2 separate regions of the Oncorhynchus mykiss genome follow, and region 1 is linked to region 2. The links are chromatin contacts, called in public Hi-C maps. All regions are on one chromosome and are shown on one strand. Each heading gives the region's core, a stretch centred on a gene start, on an enhancer-like site or on the middle of the called end of the contact. The rest is flanking DNA. Distances are from core to core; before and after follow the strand shown.

The links. Hi-C and Micro-C count contacts between places; a contact is called where the count stands out from the background.
Region 1: a Hi-C map of liver shows a contact between it and region 2, with 3 times the contacts expected there. The contact joins the promoter of hmgxb3 here to the promoter of LOC110504819 in region 2. A contact is called at or near these places in 2 of 3 Hi-C or Micro-C datasets (blood and liver).

The regions. Positions count from the first base shown.
Region 1 is chr31:25,199,350-25,203,839 of USDA_OmykA_1.1, forward strand. It overlaps hmgxb3 (HMG domain-containing protein 3), which reads left to right and starts at 2,730. Exons shown (of 20, transcript XM_036970479.1): 1 at 2,730-2,925. It overlaps LOC110504829 (SLC35A4 upstream open reading frame protein), which reads right to left and starts at 2,629. Exons shown (of 4, transcript XM_021583665.2): 1 at 2,420-2,629; 2 at 1,923-2,021; 3 at 1,494-1,733; 4 at 1-975. The coding sequence starts at 2,491. The coding sequence ends at 1,536.
Region 2 is chr31:24,812,612-24,817,815 of USDA_OmykA_1.1, forward strand. LOC110504819 (CCR4-NOT transcription complex subunit 6) reads right to left here and starts at 3,310. Exons shown (of 12, transcript XM_021583642.2): 1 at 3,154-3,310; 2 at 2,197-2,321; 3 at 1,682-1,868; 4 at 1,363-1,448; 5 at 1,150-1,254; 6 at 1,005-1,073; 7 at 699-856; 8 at 378-532. The coding sequence starts at 2,308. simc1 (SUMO-interacting motif-containing protein 1) reads right to left here. Exons shown (of 8, transcript XM_036970385.1): 7 at 4,770-4,854; 8 at 3,655-4,058. The coding sequence ends at 3,850.

The DNA of each region.
Region 1 (4,490 bases), core at 1,480-3,979, 390 kb after region 2:
ACTCAAAGTGTTGTGTAATGTAGACGTATTACCCAAACCCAACTATTTATGAGTCCACCAATGATATATTGAAGGAAAGACAAGTATGAATACGGCAGAATTCGATTAAACTGGAAAACAAAGGCTAGTTGAAAAATAGGCAGTGTGCATTATGAGTAGCAAATAAACCAGTGACAATGTGATGGAAGGGTCTGCAAGACTCACCTAACGTACAGCTTCTATTGCATAATTTTATCTTCAAATAACTAAAACTATTTGGGACATTAAATGAAAAATACTGAATCACTAAAGTAAAATTATATATATATATATATATATATATATATATATATATATGCATCGTAAAAAAAACATTCCAACCTGAATGTCAATGCATCATCTGGTAAATAATGCTGCCAGAGATTGTGGTGGAGCAGTGGAATGAGAGTTCAGCAGAGGTCCACTGTCCATAACACAGGTATGTTCAGGCAGAGTCCTGCTACCTGTAGTACAGCTAGGCTTCCAGGCTGATCATAGACGTAAAAAAGAAAAAAGGGGGTGAACCGTAGGCCCAGTAGAACCCAGGATAGGAGGGTGTTGACCAGCATAGACCAGAAGATGACAAATAGCCTGACAAATAGTACTGACATCAGCAACCCGTTAGCTGCCTGCCCTGCCACAATGGCCCACACCACCCCTGAGTAATCCTCCAGGAAACCCTGTTCTCCCCCCCATGCTGGAGAGGTGGGAAACCCAGTTGATGGCCACTCCAAACACATGCAGGTACAGGGGTAGTCGCTGGCTCTTCAGCAACCGCTCTGTGTAGACAGCTACTAGCCCTGAGATGAAATAGTAGACCAGCACAAGGCCTCAGGCTATGATGTGAAGGCTGGGACTCACCTGGTCCTCAGCCTAGGGACAGGGAGATGTGCAGGGCAGACAGGTACCCAGTCAGGAGCAGAGTGGCCAGGAAGACTCCCCTTCATCCACCACCTGCTGCAACAGGAACCCAGACCCCATGTTCTGGATCACACTCATTCTCAGTACGGTAAGTCACTAACACTCCTGAATAACTAGTATATGTCTGAATATACAAATATCCTGACCTTAAGTCTTAACATCTAAATTAGCAACAAATCCCATAATTTTGGCCAAATCTATTCAAGGTATGTTTGTATTTTAAGATGGTAAAAAAGGTATTTCTGCTCAGAAAACAAAAAAAAGGCCTAGATGGCTGCACCAGGCAACGTTACTAAGGCAAGCAGTCAAACACCCCTGCAATGTAACCTTACACTCAAGGCACATAACCTTATCCACTTTATAATCTGATCAGCAGAGAATAAAATATATTTTCCCAGGGCACTGACAGATTTACCCTTTAACATTTGCACAAAACCCAAAGCAAACTCACTCTTTCACACCAAAATCCAGTTAAAACCAAATATAATTTTTTACAGTATACAAAGGAGAGGTTTGAGCCTCTGACAAAGAGACATGGTGATTGTGCCACACACCTCAGGCAGTTAGAAGATGAAGCCTAGGCCTGGTTCTTCCCATTACTTGGGTCCTTTTCTAAACAAACTCATATAGTCTTTCAGGGTGCTTTCGATGTTGGGAACCTGATAGTTCTGTGCAGCGTAGATGCCTGTGAATGTTCCCAGTAGCACTCCTATGAGAGCTGAGGAGCGGAGCTTGGCCACCATATAGCCAGCCAGGAAGCCCTTCAGGAAGGGAGATGCCAGCACAGAGCCCCCCTGAGGAAGAACAGGAAACAGTCAGGACAGGATGCACACAAAATACAAAAATATGCCTTGATATTACAACTCTTTAATGATAAATAATTAATAGTTGATCCTTTATGATTTTTCAGGACTGAGTATGTCTGCTGTTCTGTTTCATAAGGTGAAATTTCATCTACTTTTTAACTTTGGATAATAACATACCTGCGGGATTCCTTCTGCAAATTCACTCTGCACACGTTTCTGGATGTCTTCCAGCTGATTCTTGAGCTGGTTGAGATCCTTCATCTGTTTGAAAGGATCCTAGAACACATACAAATAAGTTATACTTTCAATTAATACAATGAGCATAGGTAACACTGACTGGCACCACACTGCCTTTTACACCAGCATCAACAAAACACCAAATTATGGAATTTATCGTGGAAGAATTGTGTCGCATTGCTCCAGTTAAAGACACATGTAGAATCTATGCCAAGGCGCAGTCAAGCTGTTCTGGCGACTCATGGTGGCTCAACGCCCTATTAAAGACACTTTGTTTGTGTACCTGTATTGTATTTATTTTTCTACACACCCGAATACCAACAAACTAGCCTGTCCGGTTTTGAGTTAAAGCATGTTGCTGTAGGAAGAGCTCGATCATGCTGTTCTAATATATATATATAGAAAATAATACGATTGAGGCAAAAATCACTTCTCACCTTGTCATCCGCCATTTTTGCTCGATTGAATGTTCTGTGATCTACTCGTATGCCTGGAGTGGAAAGCAACATCAGAGCAATTTATCTTGCCTGGAACATTATTTGCTTTTGCCTAAAGTTGTACTGATTGCAAGTCAGTTGAGCTATTTTACCTCTTGCTCATCAAGTTGGATATGGACAGGGTACACTGATCCTAGATCTGTGCTTTATGGAAACGTCTACCTCTTCCAGCTTTCACGTGTCTAAAACGTATTTTCTGATTGGCCTTTTTTTGTTCATTCCTTCACTGGATTGGTTGACAACCATAACAACACAGCGCCATGTTTGCTGCAAGACTAGGACAAATCGAGTGCTTTGAGGCCCTTAGATTAAAAACGAAGTAGCCCAGTTTAAGGCAAAATATAGAGAAATATACTTATTCTAGGCAATGTGAGCGATGCAGTTCAGTTTCAGCGTCGCTTGAAGCCATCTCAGATCTAGTTTGAGAGTTCTTCAGGGCAACAGAGGTAAGGGTTCAACAAGGAGGCTTCTCATTGGATAATTCGCCAAATCAGTATTAGGATACACGAATTATCAGAGAATGTCATGGGAGGGAGAGTAATTAGAAAGTTGTATCCGCTGTGTTGTTGTTTTCCGTACTTTATTTGCAACTTTTGTATGTTTGCATTTAACTCTACTTCACGGTCGTTTCCCGGGAATGTCCATAGTCACATTTTTCCCCACGTGCACTGCAGTGGCGGTCGGTGCCTTAAATTGAGGGAGCACGATTCTTATTTTTTTATGAGCATGGCTTTATTTATATTACAGCATATTGGATGACTGTCAATCATATTCCATTCACCCAGTTCAATGTGACATCAGTTTAGGCTACTACATGATACAAACATTTTCCGTATATCCATCATGACGTTGCTACAACCAAGCCTATCAATGGAAGTTCACAACATAAGTACACACAGGTCGAGAGAAATGTACTAATTGAGGGTGTAATTCACAGGAGGCTGGTGGAACCTTAATTTGCGAGGGCAGGCACATAGTAATGGCTGGAATTGAATTAAATGGTTCCATGTGTTTGATACCATTCCATTTACTCCATTCAAGGCATTATGAGCTGACCTGCCCTCAGCAGCCTCCTGTGGTGTAATCATTAGTCCAACAGTTGTAAACGAGAGTTTCTAATGGACAAATTCAGGTATGTTTAGTTCCGTTTGCTTCCGTTTTCAACAGTATCGGCAGAATGAAGACCCCATGAGTACACGTAAACACTGTTCACTTTCATAGCAGCCACGTTGTATTCATTCTCGCATCTACGCACCGTCCTCATGTTTTCCCTTCGCTTGTGGACTTCTATGCACAACACATCATCTGTATGTGACCAGCCGAAAAAACCTTTCCTAACCAAACCATATCATAATGGCTACACAGTCTACATCGTTGTCACCATATTAAAGTAATATCATAATCAACATAGCTAATAGAACTAGTGTTAAGTGTTAAGTGTTAATAAACCCGCAACAATCATGCAGTAACGTCAGTAAGAAGTTTAGCAGTTACACCGGCCGGCCCCGATGGCAATAAATTAGTCAAACCAAAAGCTTACCTTGACTTGGAAGAGTTCCCGTTTTGTGTTGGATAGCCATAGCCAGCTAGCTAACATAGGATTGAGCTGGTGTTTGAGTAGGCTAAACTAGCTAGCTGCATTCGCTAGCTAAGAAAGTGAAAAGAATGATGAAATATCTCTCTCTTTCTCTTGCTTCTCCTTCATTTTTGAAGAAATTGGTTCAAAGCTGTTCAACTATTGTCTTTCTCTCTCTCTGAGTGAACTACTCACCACGTTTTATGCACTAGGTGGACAATGTGTCAGTTCATGCTGCAAGAGCTCTGATAGGTTGGAAGATGTCCTACAGAAGTTGTTATAATTACTGTATAACTTTTATAGAAGGTGGTGAGAACCATGACCCTCCTAGGTTTTGTATTGTCAATGTACTCAGAGGAGGATGGAAGCTATCTGTCCTCCAGTTACACCATGGTGTTACCCTACAGAGTACTGTTGAGGCTACTGTAGACCTTC
Region 2 (5,204 bases), core at 2,060-4,559:
ACTATTAACTTCAGGGTAGTGAAAGTGCACGGTGATGAGCTTTCTGTTCCTCTCCAATAAAAATCAAGGGTGTTATTCTGGTGACATGATCGATGCTCGGCTGCTGTTTGACAAATAAATTGCTCTTATCCATAATAATCTCATCATGTAGGTAGCCTACCCATCCCATCTGCGAGAGAGCATGTGTCAAAACCAGAGTGGGCACATAAGCTATATAATAACCATCAGCGGAGATGAAAATACAATGGAAACCAATGTAACTAGTAATTTTTTATATTCAAATTAAAAATCTGTTGCCAATGGTATGGATACCTAGCAATTGAGTGTTGAGGTCAGGGGGAAAAAAGATGCATTGACAGAACTTCAGTTGCACTCACTTTTCTGTCCTGTAGAATACTGCGCACCCGTCCACATGTTTGCGGTCAGACTCATGCATGGTTCTGGCTCGAGACTTGGGGCTGAAGAAGCCCTCATAGCCCTGCTCCTTCAGCTCTGGCAGGAAGTACTGGTAGTACTGCTCTGTCTCCACTTCCTGTTGAAAACAAAGCAATAACAAGAGTGGACAGATATGACTGAATGCAACCATAAGATGTACCAGGGAAATCCAGTGTGCGCACTTTGGGCAATCAGTTACATGAATTGATCAGAGAAACCAAAAGGACAGAAGCCGTTTATCCCTGGTTGAGGTAAACATGTACCTGTAGGCTGATGATGTCAGCGCTGCAGTTCATTATCTCCTGCATGATGGACTTCTTCCTGTACTCCCAGTTGAGGGCCCAGGAGGGGCAGTAGCCGTAGAGCTGGCGTGTGGCGTACTTATCACACAGCACGTTGTAGCACATAACAGAGAGCAATGCTGAGAGGGAGGAACAGGGAGAAAAATAGGAAATAGCATCTTATTCACCTTAATGCTTTTCCCCCCTAATTTATACTTATATTGAATTGTGGTTTTGTGTGATGTGCTGGGGTACTGTGTGTACAGAGACTGTCTGCTGGCTTCTCACCAGAAGGCCTCGTCTGGTCAGGCTCCTGAAGTGCGATCCACGACCGGGACGGGGGCTGCTCTGTGGGGGCTGGGAAGACGGTTGTCCACCTTAGCCATTGGTACTTTTTATAATATCAAAAACGGTGTGAGAGAGGCAGACTTACTGCATTTGATTGAACCTGCCAGATTGTCCAGCAGGTAGTTGAGCAGTTTCCTGGTGCCATCATGCTCCTGGTACAGGCTCATGACTTCTTGTGCAAGAGGGTTTCCTGTTAGGAGTGAAGAACACAATGTTGAATGACATCAAATAAATGCCACGGGATCAACAATGGGGTCTCTAGGACATAATTGTTACCAAGACGATAAGCCACACTCACCTTTCAACCCCAGTGTTTGTAACTGAAACAGTTTCCCCAATTCAAATGGCAGAACCCGCAACTGGTTGTTATTTAAAAGCAGTTCCCTGTTGAGGGCGGACACATGGAAACGCAAGTGTCAGAGACTAGCCCCCCTGACAATACAGCCCCTTCCTCAACCTTCCCATAAACCATAAACACATTGACCAGTCATCAATACAGGCAAAAGCAAATCTGTGAACCAAACAGGCTTTTTAAAATGGGACAATGGTTATTTTCAGCACCAACCAGTTACAAGCCCAGTTTAGATCAAAGTGAATCATGGTTCCCAGCGAATCACCTGAGAGACACCATGTTGCCGAGCTCTGCCGGCAGGCTCCTGATCTTATTGGACGATAGATCCAGGTACAACAGGTTGTGTAGTTTGGCAATGTCGGGTGGGATGCGTGACAGACAGTTGTCAGCGATGTGTAGGGCAGTGAGGTGGGTCAGAGTCCACAGAGACGGGCTCAGGCTCCTGACATTACCTGGAGACAGAAATGTGGAGGGGGGAGACCGGTAGATGAACATACACTGGTGAGTCAGGTCTCTGTTTGATGGCTTTCTATGCAAAGCAGATACAGGTTGACTTCTACCCAATTTGAATGGACATAAGTAAACACTCATGCTGGACTTCCTGGTCGAGACAAAATGCAGGCCTATAATAGAGGCCCTTATCTTCAAAGGATGACGAGAATGCTGGTCACGTTACAAAAAAGGTTGAGAGAAACTGGCCTAGACTATCCCCACATGCTGAGTCCTAATATGAGAACAGCACCCCTCCACAGCCTCCGGGCCAACCCCTGCCGTGCTCACCAGTGATTTCCAGCTCAGGCCAGTAAGACTTCTTTCCATTGGCTGCCTCCTCAGTTGACATGATGGTGTACATCCGCCTGGGGTCTGGCGGGTCATATTTTTCTTTGGGCATTCCTGCTGTAACACTGTGTAGAAAAGGTTTAATAACTATTAACATTATTCACTGATAAAATACATGCCAAACACCTTGAGGTATACATTGTGCAAATCTAAACTTTGCAAACACGCACAGGCCGGCCATTCAGCACATCCTTGTAACTTTTCAAGAGAGTGTCACTTGAGTTTGACAACTTCTGGAAATGAAGCACAAGAAAGATGTGGCTATTATTGGCTGGCAGTTACTAATTTCAGAAATAATTAACTCAGTTACAATGTCATAAGAATGTATTGTTTTACAGATTACCGCCCAGTGATTTAAATAAAGTTGTATTTATGTAATATTCATGGCATGACATACGTTAAGTTAACTAACTAGCTAGCTACACACCAGGTCGCACAAAGCAATAACCACAATCACCAGCCAATTATAACAAATTGGCTGGCCAGCTTATTGAGTGGCGCGTTGAAGCCATAAAGTCAGGAAAACAATAGCTAACTGGCCTAACATGTTAGCTAGGGGCTAGGTAGCAAGTTAGCCAACGGTCATTAATACCGAATAACTTCGCGAGAATGATAGTTAGCTAACCAATTAATTAAGATAAGGTTCGCGTAATTATTTTATAACTGACCATAACACGTGAGCTAGGCTAGCTGAGCAACAACAAACGTTAACTAGCTAACTCACTTATGTTATGGCTAACTAGCAAACCCCCGCTGAAAGCTAGATAGCCACATTTTTCTAACCTGTCCGACTTCATATGGCCAGGTAAGGTAATATCCACGCAGTAGTAATTTGAAACACGAGTTGTGGATCTATCTCATCCAAATAAACTCGTCGCTTGTGTTGATTTTTTTTACCTGCAAACGCATACCAACTCGCGAGGACGTGCTCGTGCTCTTTTGTTTCTACTTGCTTCACTCGCTTCCGCTGCTGTATCACAGGGAGAAAACAAGCATCATGGCGACTGTCAGGACTCTTTTTTTCCTTCTCTACGATGACAACGCTTGATGCTATTGGCTGGCTTTTGGACGGACCGCACCATATGTGGTTGAACCAACGACTTTGGGTGAACATTTATGGACCAAACGCAACTTCAGGGGTGTGTTCAAGAATCAACAGCTGTTAATCAAACTGATATGATATCACATGGCTCTGAACTTATGAGGTGAACCATTCATTGGTCATTATAATGAGCAAATCATGGCCACTGTAATCCAACTCCTAATGAAGGGGCAGGCTGAGCTATACACTAAACTATGTTCTTCATTCACTTGTTTCTTCACTTGACTGGAGACCATGCAAACTATCAGCATATGGGTCTGGAATTACTGGCTTACTTCTTCTGATGCGGGATTGGATGCAGTCAGACTATCTACACAGGTCCCACCACTACTACATCAATAGCAAACATAGATAAGACAATTAGTTAAAAAAATAATAAATATTTATTTAAAACAATTCATTGGGGGAAAGATTAGAAAACTGAATGAATCATTACAAAAATAAATAGAAATCATTCAACAGCCGCTCGAACCAAAGCGCTGAGCTTATCGTCAATGGGCGGAGGCCAGCAGATGATCCTGCAGGTAGGTGAGGGACTCGTGGACGTGTGGAGGCAGGTCTTGGCCCAGGTCAGCCTGGGCTCTGGACAGGATGGCCTCTATAGCCTCCTGGACCGCCAACCGCGACAAAGAATCATTCACTGTCTGGATTGGAGCACGACCGTAGCCCCCTCGCTCGGTGACTGCAGAGCGCAGGTGACCTGGAGGTTTCAAGGGGTCAAAGTGCAGATGGGTTAGGACATGATTTCCCAAACTAAGGGTCGTCTGATTTGAAAATAGGTTTGCGAGAGAAATCTTGCTTGGTTCATAGAACCAGGTTGTCTAACCTCCGGTAGCCACTAGATGTGGTTGTAATAAACAGAGCGGTTTCTGTTTTCATCCTACAAAATGTGGCTCTATCTTTGAACGGTTTAAGCAACAAAATATAATGACCCCCATCACTGAAAGACAAGACTCTCAGGAAAAATGTGTCTTCTATTTCCCTCTGCAATGCCCACAAGTCATATTAGAACAGAGTGGACAAGATTAGGCACAAAATCAGACTGGGAAATATATATGTTATTTTCAACACAGAAGATCATACACAATGATTGCCTGGTGATCTTCTGAACTTCCCAAAACCTTTCAAATACATTTCATTTACTTCAAACCATACTTCCGTCAGACTGAAATACTCTCAAAAATACTTCAGACTGATTTTATTATAGACTGTCAGTCCCAATAAAAAAAAAGAACATGGTGGGGTTGCAAATTCTTTAAATATCAAAATGGGGTCGTGGGTCAAGAAAGTTTGGGAACCCCTGGGTTAGGAGGACAAAACTAAGGGGAAAGCCTAAAGAGGCTGTGACCAACTTAAAAGTTAAACTGTTCAGGAATGCTCGTTTTGATGGGTGAATCGTTCAGTGACCCACCTTTCATCACTTCCTCATAGCTCAGCAACAACATCCATAGTAGTTGGACCAACTCCTCCCACTTCTTCCAGCTCTCAGCTCCATCCTGAAGAACAAGAGACGGACTGAGCCTATGCTACATACCTTTGACTTCTCATAATATTTTAGTAAAGAAATTGGTCCGTGTACTGTTTTTTGAGATGCCATAGAAATTAACATGACTTCCTTCATCAATTCAAAATCGAGTGCTTGTACTCACCTTAGAATCAGGTGGGAGGATGGCGTTGTGCAGTACTAGTACTCACCGTAGGGTCAGGATGGCGTTGTGCAGTACTAGTACTCACCGTAGGGTCAGGTGGGAGGGTGGCGTTGTGCAGTACTAGTACTCCCCGTAGGGTCAGGTGGGAGGGTGGCGTTGTGCAGTACTAGTACTCATCGTAGGGTCAGGGTGGCGTT